2 separate regions of the Sus scrofa genome follow, and region 2 is linked to region 1. Evidence: chromatin contacts called from public HiChIP or PLAC-seq data. All regions are on one chromosome and are shown on one strand. Each heading gives the region's core, a stretch centred on a gene start, on an enhancer-like site or on the middle of the called end of the contact. The rest is flanking DNA. Distances are from core to core; before and after follow the strand shown. Region 1 holds the start of TM9SF3 (transmembrane 9 superfamily member 3). Region 2 holds the start of LOC100627422.

Evidence for each region. HiChIP or PLAC-seq counts read pairs in DNA pulled down with a chosen protein or histone mark.
Region 2: an H3K27ac HiChIP or PLAC-seq map of alveolar macrophages shows a contact between it and region 1. The contact joins the promoter of LOC100627422 here to the promoter of TM9SF3 in region 1. A contact is called at or near these places in 1 of 5 promoter capture datasets (fetal skeletal muscle), 1 of 47 Hi-C or Micro-C datasets (embryonic fibroblasts) and 2 of 2 datasets of contacts at active chromatin or transcription factors (alveolar macrophages and skeletal muscle).

The regions. Positions count from the first base shown.
Region 1 is chr14:108,029,470-108,035,086 of Sscrofa11.1, reverse strand. It overlaps TM9SF3 (transmembrane 9 superfamily member 3), which reads left to right and starts at 1,638. Exons shown (of 15, transcript XM_005671366.2): 1 at 1,638-1,914. The coding sequence starts at 1,819. LOC102162978 (a long non-coding RNA gene) reads right to left here and starts at 1,561. Exons shown (of 3, transcript XR_307750.3): 1 at 1,276-1,561; 2 at 133-255.
Region 2 is chr14:108,301,479-108,306,367 of Sscrofa11.1, reverse strand. It overlaps LOC100627422, which reads right to left and starts at 2,358. Exons shown (of 8, transcript XM_021074303.1): 1 at 2,223-2,358; 2 at 1,132-1,205. It also overlaps a transcript of PIK3AP1 not described here.

The sequences.
Region 1 (5,617 bases), core at 389-2,888:
TCATGGTGCCTGTTGTATTAAGGATTGAGTCAATACATATAAAGTGCTCAGTTCCTGGGCCAGGATTCCCTTTGTGGTTCAAACCTGACTAGTATCCATGAGGATGGGGGTTCCATCCCTGGCCTCGCTCACCGGGTTAAGGATCCTGCATTGCCTTGAGCTACGGTGTAGGTCGAAGCCGTGTGAGGATCTGGTGTGGCTGTGGTGTATGCCAGTGGTGGATTTGATCCCTAGCTTCTTGATGCTGGTGCAGCCCTTAAAAAAAAAAAAAAAAAAAAGAATAGTGCCCGGCGAAGGAAAATCTTAGATGTGAATGTGATTCCTTGGGTGTCTTTAAACAATATTCAAGGAGTGTTTTAAATAAGAGAGTGATATAATCAGGTTTCTTTTTAGAAAGATCACTCTGGCACCTGTGAGGAGGATAAACAGGGAAGGAAGTTTGGTGGCAGGGATTCTGTTAGGCGTCTGCTCCAACACATAAGTGAGGAGTAGAAGATCGGCTGTTATTGGCAGAGGAGTGAGAGGAAAAATACATTCTTGAGACATTTCTAACATAACAAATGCTAGAACTTGTTGACTGCTGATGGCTGAGAGATAGAGACAATCTGACTACAAGTTTCAGATTTTTGGCTTACAGAACTGTGTATATGGTGGTGCCATATTCAAGTATTTATTTGACAGATAGCTTTTGAGTTCCCACTATGGGCTTGGCACTGTTCTAGGCACAGTGAACAGGATCTCTTCTTAGGAGAGATGCTTAGTTCTAGGAGGTATTTCTATTTATGGAGGGGAAACCCAAAAACAATAAACAAATAAATCAACAAGAATTTCAAAACCTAATAGTAGGGGTTCAATAAATATTCGATGACTTTAAGACACTCTCCAACCTGATACCAGTTTAAAAATCTCCCTTCTTGGAGTTCCCGTCGTGGCGCAGTGGTTAACGAATCCAACTAGGAACCATGAGGTTGAGGGTTCGATCCCTGGTCTTGCTCCGGCCTTGGATCCGGCTGTGAGCTGTGGGGTAGGTTGCAGACACGGCTCGGATCCCGCGTTGCTGTGGCTCTGGCGTAGGCCGGCGGCCACAGCTCTGATTAGACCCCTAGCCTGGGAACCTCCATATGCCGCGGGAGCGGCCCTGGAAAAAGCAGAAAGACAAAACAACTCCCTTCCTGATGATTACAGAGCTGGTGATCCATTCTCAGCGGGAGCCGAGCGCCTGTAAGGGTTATGTGATCTGACGCCGAAGCGAGAGGCAGTAGATCGGCCCATTACCCCACTTCGCGGCCGAGGAAAAACGAGGACAGGAAGAGTTAAGCGTTTTGACCGAGGTCGCCCAACTCCGAAGGAAGCGGCTTCGGCTCTACGAGACGGGCCAGGCCCCCGCTAACGGGGCCAGGCCAGGGCGAGAGTGCGCGTCGCGGCTACCGAGCCGGAGGATGGGGGGGAACGGGCGGGCGAGCCACTCGGACCTTCACTCGGACCCTCACGCGGCCCTCGGCGACCGAAGGCTCACGCCTCCCGGGCGGGGCGGCCGGCGGCGGTTGCAGCCCGGCGTCGCGAGGCACTTCCGGCGTGTGCCGGGGTGGCGGGATGACGTGGCTGAGTCAGAGGAAGAGGCAGGGAGGCGCCAGGGGGCGGGGGAGGCTCCGGAGCGGGCGGTGACGGCGGCGGCGCGGAGGAGCCAGCGGCTGGGCCCGGGCCCCGTGTGTCTGTCCGCGCCCCGTGGATGCGAATCGGCCGCGGCGGAGGCGGCGGCGGCGGCGGCGGCGGAGGAGGAGTCGGTGGGCCGGCGCCGGGCCGGTGGGAGTGCGGAGGATGAGGCCGCTGCCGGGCGCTCCCGGCGTGGCGGCGGCCGCCGCGCTGTTGCTGCTGCTGCTGCCCAGGGCCCGGGCGGACGAGCACGAGCACACGGTGAGAAGCGCCCCCGGCCGGCGCGGCAGCCTCCGCCTGCACCGCCGCCCCGGCAGGCTCGGCGCGGCCTGGAGTCCCCGGCGGCCGGGCCGAGCCCCGAGGCCTCCCGGGGGCGCCTTCCGGTTGGGCCTGGCGGAGCAGGAACCCCGGGAGCTGGGAGGAGGCATTTCCGTGAGCTCCCGGGACGGGACTCTGCTCCCTGAGCGCCTGGGCCTCCTTCCCCGACCCGGACCTAAATGGCGCCGCACCCCTGTGTCTGAGGTTCCTGGGAGCCGGGAAAGATGCGGGGTCTGAGGGTCGGTGCTCACCGGGCCGCAGGCAGCCAGGCTCGGGGCTGGTGGAGCTGCGCTCGGGCTGCTGGGGGCTACGACGCGGCGGAAGATGGATGCACCACGTATTACCCGTCATACACTAACCAGGAAATATCCACTTTATGGTCCTCACCGCCTTTATTTTCCCTTCCTCCCCAAGCCGGATTAAAACCTTGGCGTGGGATCAGCCTTGATAAACTTGGGGTGAAGAACACTACACGCGTACAGGCACTCAACCACACGTACCCGCCTGCGAGGCCTTTTCTTGTGACTTTTTCTTCACCCTCTTCTGGCCCCTAGGCCAGGCTCCCATCCCAGTGGTCTCTAATCAGGCGGCTTCTGAGTGACGGGGTCTTGAGTTTCCCGGTGTTCTGGTCTGGCTAGGAGCAGCCCGTTTTGCATTTGGCCTAAAATTGCTTGGCTGTTTATTTAATTGGCATTTTCCACGTCAACGCTTAGATGTTAATGACTCTTCTAGTGCCTTTCACTTAGGGATGTAACTCAGTGGTTATCTGAATGGTAGCGCCGAGCAGGGCAGTAAAATCGTGTAACTTAGAGATTGCTTGTGAGTAGTTGTGTGTTTTAGACCTTAACTCATTAATGATATTATTTTGCATAAGAGGTTGTGTAGTACTAAATCTGAAAGTCTTCTGTCATTCCTGACAAGTGAGGAAATGAAACAATCAGACTTCTCTAGTTCCTAGGTTAGCGAAGCTCATATTTTAGCTAATAAAAGTTCTAAACGTTTGGCTGTTGTGACCTTCAATCACAGCCAGAAACTTCGCACCTGTACGTTTTTTAAAGGAGCACAATCCCGAGTCGGTGACATGTTTTCGTGCTGTATTTGTGACTTTTCACCTGAAGATAATTTTGTTCACAGGTTAAACAGTTTAAAAATACTTTCCTATTGTTTCTTCCTTCGGGTAACTTGTCTCAGATTTTAAGAAGTGTTCATTTCCGATGAGCATCCTTTTAATCAGTGATTCCTAATATTTTTCCAAATTTTTGAACACTCAGGGAAAGTTACCCGGTAAAACTCAGTACTGTCTTGAGAGACAGTATGGTTCCACCATACAGTCATATAAGCTGAAGAGTTGTGTTTTACTTTTTTATCATGTGTTTTATATAAACGGTTATAAATAGGGAAAAGTACACAATTAAAATTTCACAAATTGGAGGTGAATAAAAAGGTCTTAGATTAATTTACAGATTTAAATTATAAACACCAATTTCATTGAAATTTTGTTGCCAGGAACATTTAAATGTCTAAAGCCAGAAATTGAATATAAACGATTTGATAAAAGGTTTTTGAGGCATATGGTCTATAGGATGAAACTGCTGGACAAAAAAAAATTTAGAATCCGTTTTATTTTGTTCATGTTTACATTTGAATTGCTCTCACTTGGTTACTGTTATTAACACCTATTTTAAAAAATAGGAAGAATAGCGTTAAGATATAACTAAAAAATTTTAAATGGCATGCATATATTTTTTGGCTATTAGCCAAAATATTTTACTTAAGCTTCTTGAAAACGAGGATTCACCTCAAGCAGATGATAATAGTGCAATGGCTATAGTCAAGTGAGTTTTTTTTCCACCAAGAAGAAACAGTGATACTGAAGGCAGGGAAAAATTGCTGAGGGAAGGTTGCTGAGTGTTTGATAAATACTCATGGAACTGGATTATTAATTAGAGAACCATCTTCAGAAGTTAAAGTTGCTCTTTAGTTTACTTTCTGTGGGGACAGTTTTCAGATAGACATAATAATTAATAGGGCTTTTATAGCGATATGTGGTAGGCACTCTTCTAAGTACTTTATGTGTATTTTATTTTAAACATATATTGATAATCTTGTGATGTGGGTGATATTAGGTCCTTTTAATAGTTGAGGAAACGGATGCCAAAGAAGTTACTTGCCTGAGGCCACACAACCGGTACAGGTAGAGGTAGGATTTGAACTCAGGCCAACTGAATTAATACCCTTCTGTACTCATAGAATATGCCTTTTCTCCCAAAATGGCCAGTAAAACATTTGGTATTTAATTAATTCTCTGTATTGATAGTATTTTTAAGTGCTTAAAAGAAATGTTTTAGTAAGTCTAGCTCCATAGTGGGTTGTTGCTGAGAATGTGTTTGCGTTGGTATTAAAGAGGGACAAGGCTGACTTAAGGGGCCTGTGACCCATGCAGTCACTTAATGGGTGCAGGCACGTAGAGACTGTGCATGGTTTAATCCTCTGCTGTCACCGTCCTGAAATTCTTAATACTTTTTGAACAAGGAGTCCTACTTTTTTTTTATTTTGTGCTGGGCCCCGCAAATTATGTAGCTGGTCCTAAGAAAGGGCAATTAACTACTTTATGCAGTTCCACAAAGCCCTGATTTCTCTTACTTTACCTACTGAATTAGGGTTCAGCTGACCATTTGACTCATGCAGCATTTTTTTATATGCTTATTTATCCAAAGCAGAAGAATAATAAGGAAATGTGTTGCTGACTTCGAGAGTAGATGCACTCGTAGAATATATACAGATGAGTTCCTTGTAGTTTTTAAAAGTTGATTCATGTATGAATTATAGAACATACTCTTTTAAAGAAAACTTAAAGAATACTTTCTTGAGGAGTGCCCACTGTGGCGCAGTGGAAACGAATCCCCCTAGCAACTGTGAGGATGCAGGTTCGATCCCTGGCCTCAATCAGTGGGTTAAAGATCCAGCATTGCCCTGAGCTATTGTAGGTCACAGATGAGGCTTGGATCCCGAGTTGCTGTGACTGTGGCTGTGGCTGAGGCTGGTAGCTGTAGCTCCGATTTGACCCCTAGCCTGGGAACTTCCATAAGCTATGTGTTTGGCCCTAAAAAGCAAAACAAAACAAAACTCACTTTCATGAAAGACAGTTTCTTAATAAGTGATTTGAGAGTGAGTGATATTTATAGGGTATGGCTTATGCTTATTTTGTTTTCTGAAACTCAGAGCTCTTGGAAATATCTAGAGTTAGATTATCATGTCTTCTGAAATTCCAAAGGGCTCCATTAAAAAGATTGCAAATTGAGAATCATAGAATTTTAAAATGGAAACGCTTGAGACCTTTGAGTTCAACACATTCATTTTCCGAAACGCCTGAAAGGCCCAGCGACTGGTCTAGGGCCACAAAAGGAATCTGAGCTACTTGATTTCCAGTCCTTGTTTTTCTGCCTGTCTTGTATATATAATTTCCACAGTAATACTATGTAAAAATGTCAGCACCAAAAAAAAATGAGTAATCAAGAGCACAGAAATCTTAATAGCATTTTATGGTTTGCACCAGAGCCTTGAATTCTTCTGCGTTGTGTCTTCAAGATCACAAAGTCAATTTTTTTTTTCTGGGTCTGTTCCATGCTAGGCTCTGTGCTTGGCA
Region 2 (4,889 bases), core at 1,109-3,608, 270 kb before region 1:
TAATTTTAGGATTTTATATTAATTCACAAATCTGAAAACTCATTATTAATCTCATGCCTCTCAAAACCTTCTACATGCCTTTATAAAGTCTCTTATATGATGGCTACAAATAGTACATAATTCAAAAAGTGCAAATGCTTATGTAACATTTCAGCAAACGTATGATGGGTTTCAAAGAATAAAACAAGCAAAGATAGAGCAAATGATAACTAATAACCAAAAGGCTGGTTCCTGGAGGGCAGAGCTAAGCTTGGATTGGCAGGAGGGTAATTTTAAAATATGTCCACAAGACAAATTATAGCAAAAAATGGACTCCAGCCTTTATTATTTACACAAGTGTATCTTTTAAAATGCACTTTTAACCTTTTTAACCTTTGGACAACCAAAATGATATCAGATACCTTAAAGCATTGTTGCCTATATTAATTTTGATAATTACAATCCAATTCTTAACAAAATTCAGACATTTTCATAATGAAGACCCCGCAGAAATGGAAAGGCTTACATTCTCAAACTAAAGGTTACCTTATTTTTCACTTGTTTAAAGTTTCAGTTTTGTTTTTTAACCTATTACAGAAAACATCCCTTGTGGGACACTGGAAAGGGCATACCCTCCTGTCAAGCCAGAAAGCTCAAACACAAAGACACTGAGCCAACCAAGTGCTGTAATTCTTCCAAAGTGAGCTTCTCCACACCCCCTCCACCCTTCCCCCCAACAGATATGTCTATTAAATCAGTGTCTGTTCTCCCCCTCGCACAACAAAGAGAACTTCTCACCGCATGAAATTGCCGCTGAATGGACACCAGAAAGCAGGATTTGCATAATTCCTTCCAACGAAACCCTGTCGGGAAGGAGGGGATGAGGGGCCCAAGCGAACGGATAGAATCTCCTAGATTCTGTTGGTAAGACCAAGATTATTCCCCACGGTGGGGTGGGGGGTGGGAATTCTGGACCTCCCCGAGGACTGGGCGTGGGAGACGGAGGACGACGAGCGAGCATTTCCCCACACATCAGCAGCACCGAAGCAAAGATGGGGAAATAACAATGCTGGAGAACAGGAGAGTCAGACACAGGACGGACTGGGGCTAGGGGGCGGCGGGCGGAGCGGAGACACCAAACGGGCCACTTACTTTTTGGAGGGGGGTTAAATATATGAGTTAAGCCCTTATGGTCCCGCCGGCCGCCGCACAGAGGGAAACGGGACCTTGGGAGAGAAAAACAGACAAAACACATAGTGTGAGAGGCGCTGCTCGGCCGCCCGGCCCCTCCCGGAGCGCCCCGGTCCACACTCCCTCCTGCCCGCGGGGGAAAAAGCCACTCGAGGCGCCCCGAGGTCCGGGAGGCGAGGGGGGGGGGCGGGGCGGACGAGGCTCTTCGTGCGGCGACGGCTCCGGAAAATCCCCCAGAAGAGCACAAGAGCGACCCCAGCTCCGGCTTCCCGGTCGGACCGGTCCCACCCCCCCCTTCCTCCCGCCGTGCACACACTGAACACAAATACACACACACCGACCCGAGCGTCGAGGATTAACTCCCCGGCCGCTGCCGCCGCCGCCGCCCGCAGAGGAAGTGCAGCCGCTGCCCCCCGCGGCCATGACACCCCACTTGGCTCGGTCAGGCGGACCCGGGGCCTGTGACAGCTCCGGCTCCCTCCGCCCCCATCTCCACCTCACGCCTCGCACACGCCCGAGCGCCCGCCGCCCGTGCACGCGAGGCGAGGGGCGCGCGCTGCCGCCGTGCGTGGGGGGAGGGGCAGCGCGGGACGCGGAAGGCGCCGGCCGCAGCGGAGGAGGGGACCAAGCTGCGGCCCAGCACGCGCCCCCGCCCCGGGCACCACGGGACTGGCAGCGGCGTCCCCCGTCAAGCGGCAACGCTGCGGGACGAGTCTCCACAAAAAGCCAGCGGCGGCGCCGGGCCGCCGGGCAGGGAGGGAGGGCAGAGAGAGGGAGGGGAGGGGAGGGGCACGCGCTCCCGCCCAAGAGCCCTCCCCGGGGAGGGCGCGCAAAGAGGAGGGGCCGGCGCGCGCGCTCGGGCCCGAGTGGGGAAAGCCCGCCCGGAGGTCGCGCGCGCCCGCGCTCCGGGGGGTGGGGGAGGGGGACGCCCAAGCCAAAGAGGGCGGGCGGGCCGGAGCGGCAATTGCTGTCCCGGCTCCCTCCCTCGTCCGGGGCGGCCGGCGGCGGGGCAGCCCGAGGTCCGGAAGCGGCTGGGGAAGAGTCTCACCTACACAGTGAATGAGCTTGTGGCGCCACGAGTCCAGTTCTTGCCGAAAGCCGCGTCTCTCAACGGAGCATTGCTGCCGCCTACACACCCTCGCCATCTTCTGCCGCCCGCCCGGCCCTGCCTCCGCCGCGGCCCCGCGCACGCCCAGCCGCGTCGCCCGGGGCCGCGCACGCACCCGCGGCCTGGGCGACGCGCCTCCCGCCGGGGGCGGTGCGGGGGCAGAGCCGGCCTCACCTCGCTTGGCCCCGGCGTGGCCCGGGGGGCATCCTGGGCGCGCGCCTGCCCCACACACGGCGCGGCGCTCCTCGCTTAGCTTGCGGTCCCCGCGGTGCTGAGCCGCGGCCGCCGCCTCTGGTCGCCCAGGAAGGAGCCTTCCCACGGCAGGAGCTTGGCCCCGCCGGCCCGGCGCCGCCGCCGCGCTGTCCCCCAAGGCCACGGCGGTCCCTTCTTTCCCTTCCCGGGGCTTTTTGTTTCTTAAACCAGCCTCATTTATCACTTCCAGCCTGCCTTTCGCCCGATACCAACTGTTGCAAGTTCTGTGGTAACTGCTTCTCTGAACTTCTGGGTCGAAACTGCTCCTCCCAGGAGCCTGTTTAAGAAGCAGAATAAGAATAAATGCCTGGATGCCAGTAGAAGCACTGAGCCCTAAAGTTTTTCAAGGTGAGAAAGATACATTTTATTAAGTCACTGAAAGGCAGTCGGCATTCGGGAACCCAGTTTAAAAAAAAAAAAAAAATCAAACGTTTTAAATGTGAAAAACTAGATTTCTACTAGCAAGGCAAAATTCTAAAGTCGGCATATTTAGAACCCCTCCTGTGTGTGTGGAAAGGGGTTTAAGAAAATTGTGCTAAAGTGCGAATGATATTTCAAAGAAGTACTTAATTAATGATAATTAAAGCAGAGTGTTGCAAAGTGGCTTAATATTTCAGGAAAGGACTCGAAGAGAAATATTTCCGATGACAAAGGGGATTTTTCAGTTGAAAACCTGGAATTATCAAATCACCCTGCGCAGGGCACTAACTGTTCCGTTTAAACATGATCCTGATCTTAATTATTTGACTTATTTGGGAGAAAAAGAGAAAAGAGAGGGAAAAGGTGAAACTAAAAGAGAGAGAAAATGCAGCGGGTTTGGTTGAGATGGGGTGGGAGCGGGGGCAGAATGCAAAACCAAAAGAAAAACCGGTATAGATCCCTCTTCACCAGTAGGCCCAGTACCCTAGGATTCTGATCTCTTCCCCACCTTTGGGGTTTAAAATTAAGGATGGTGTATTCCTGCTTTTAGATATTTAAATTTAAATTTGAAGGCTTAATTTTAATTACTATAGTAGGTAATACAAAGTCATTAGACATGGTTGACATCAAGGATCCCATTGGTGTATTGATTTTTGTCCTTTCAAAGGCTGTGGCCTTGGTTCTCTGAACCAGGTACTTGTGGAATCGCCTGTCCATCCATAAGGAGATGGATTGGGTGGGTCTCTTGGGTAGGAGGGATTTGAGAGGTATGGATAGAAAGGCACCTTTAGCCCCCTAAATCTTAAAAGCAGTCATGTTTCCATTCTCAGAAGTCCACAATATTTCATTGGTTAAGAGTATGTCAAATAAACATGAACAAGCTATTAAGTCAGGAAGTATTGAATTTCTTTGTACATGAAACTATCCTGAGTGGTGAGGGGATAGAACAAAAACAAGATAAAAGATTGCTGTGGACAGCCATCCTGCACGTAGGATGGCGAGATGTCGCCAACCTGAAACTTTCTTCACCGCTAGGTGGTGCGTTTGAGTCTTTTGTAGCTTTTAACCAAGTCTATGGTTTTTGGAAGTATGTTTCATAAAGTTTGAAATAAATGAACAACATACAGCTCTAAAATGAGTTAACAATGAGTGTATTTTCCAATTATCCCACCTAAGTTGTTTAAAAAAAATCATCAAACCGGAGTTCCCGATGTGGCGCAGCAGAAACAAATCCTACTAGGAACCACGAGGTAGCAGATTCGATCCCTGGCCTCACTCATTGGGTTAAGGATCCGGCATTGCTGTGGCTGTGGCGTAGGCCGGCAGCTATAGCTCCTATTTGACCCCTAGCCTGGGAATCTCCATATGCTGTGAAGGCAGCCTAAAAAGCAAATAATAATTATAATAATAAATAAAAATTTTAAAAATCATCAAAACCAAGGGTATTATTTCCTCAAAACAATCTCTTTAAGAGTCTCAGACATATAGATTAAGAGGATCCTAGTGACTTCAAAGATCAACTTTAACATGAGATATATATTCTCTAATTTTTTTTCTTTTTTAAAGATGTTGAATATAGTTCCCTGTGCCATTTGGTAGGTCTTTGTTGTTTATCTATTTTATATATAATGGTGTATGTATGTTAATCCCAAACTCCTAATTTATCCCTTCCACCTTTCTCCTTTGGTAACCACAAGTCTGTTCTCTATGACTGTGAGTCTGTTTCTGTTGTGTAGATAGGTTTACTTGTACCATATTTTATTTTATTTATTTATTTGGTCTTTTTAGGGCCACAACCATGGCATATGGAAGTTCTCAGGCTAGGGGTCGAATTGGAGCTACAGCCGCCAGCCTATATACCACAGCTACAGCAACACCAGATCCGAGCTGCATTTGTGAACTACACTGCAGCTCATGGCAACACTGGATCCTTTAACCC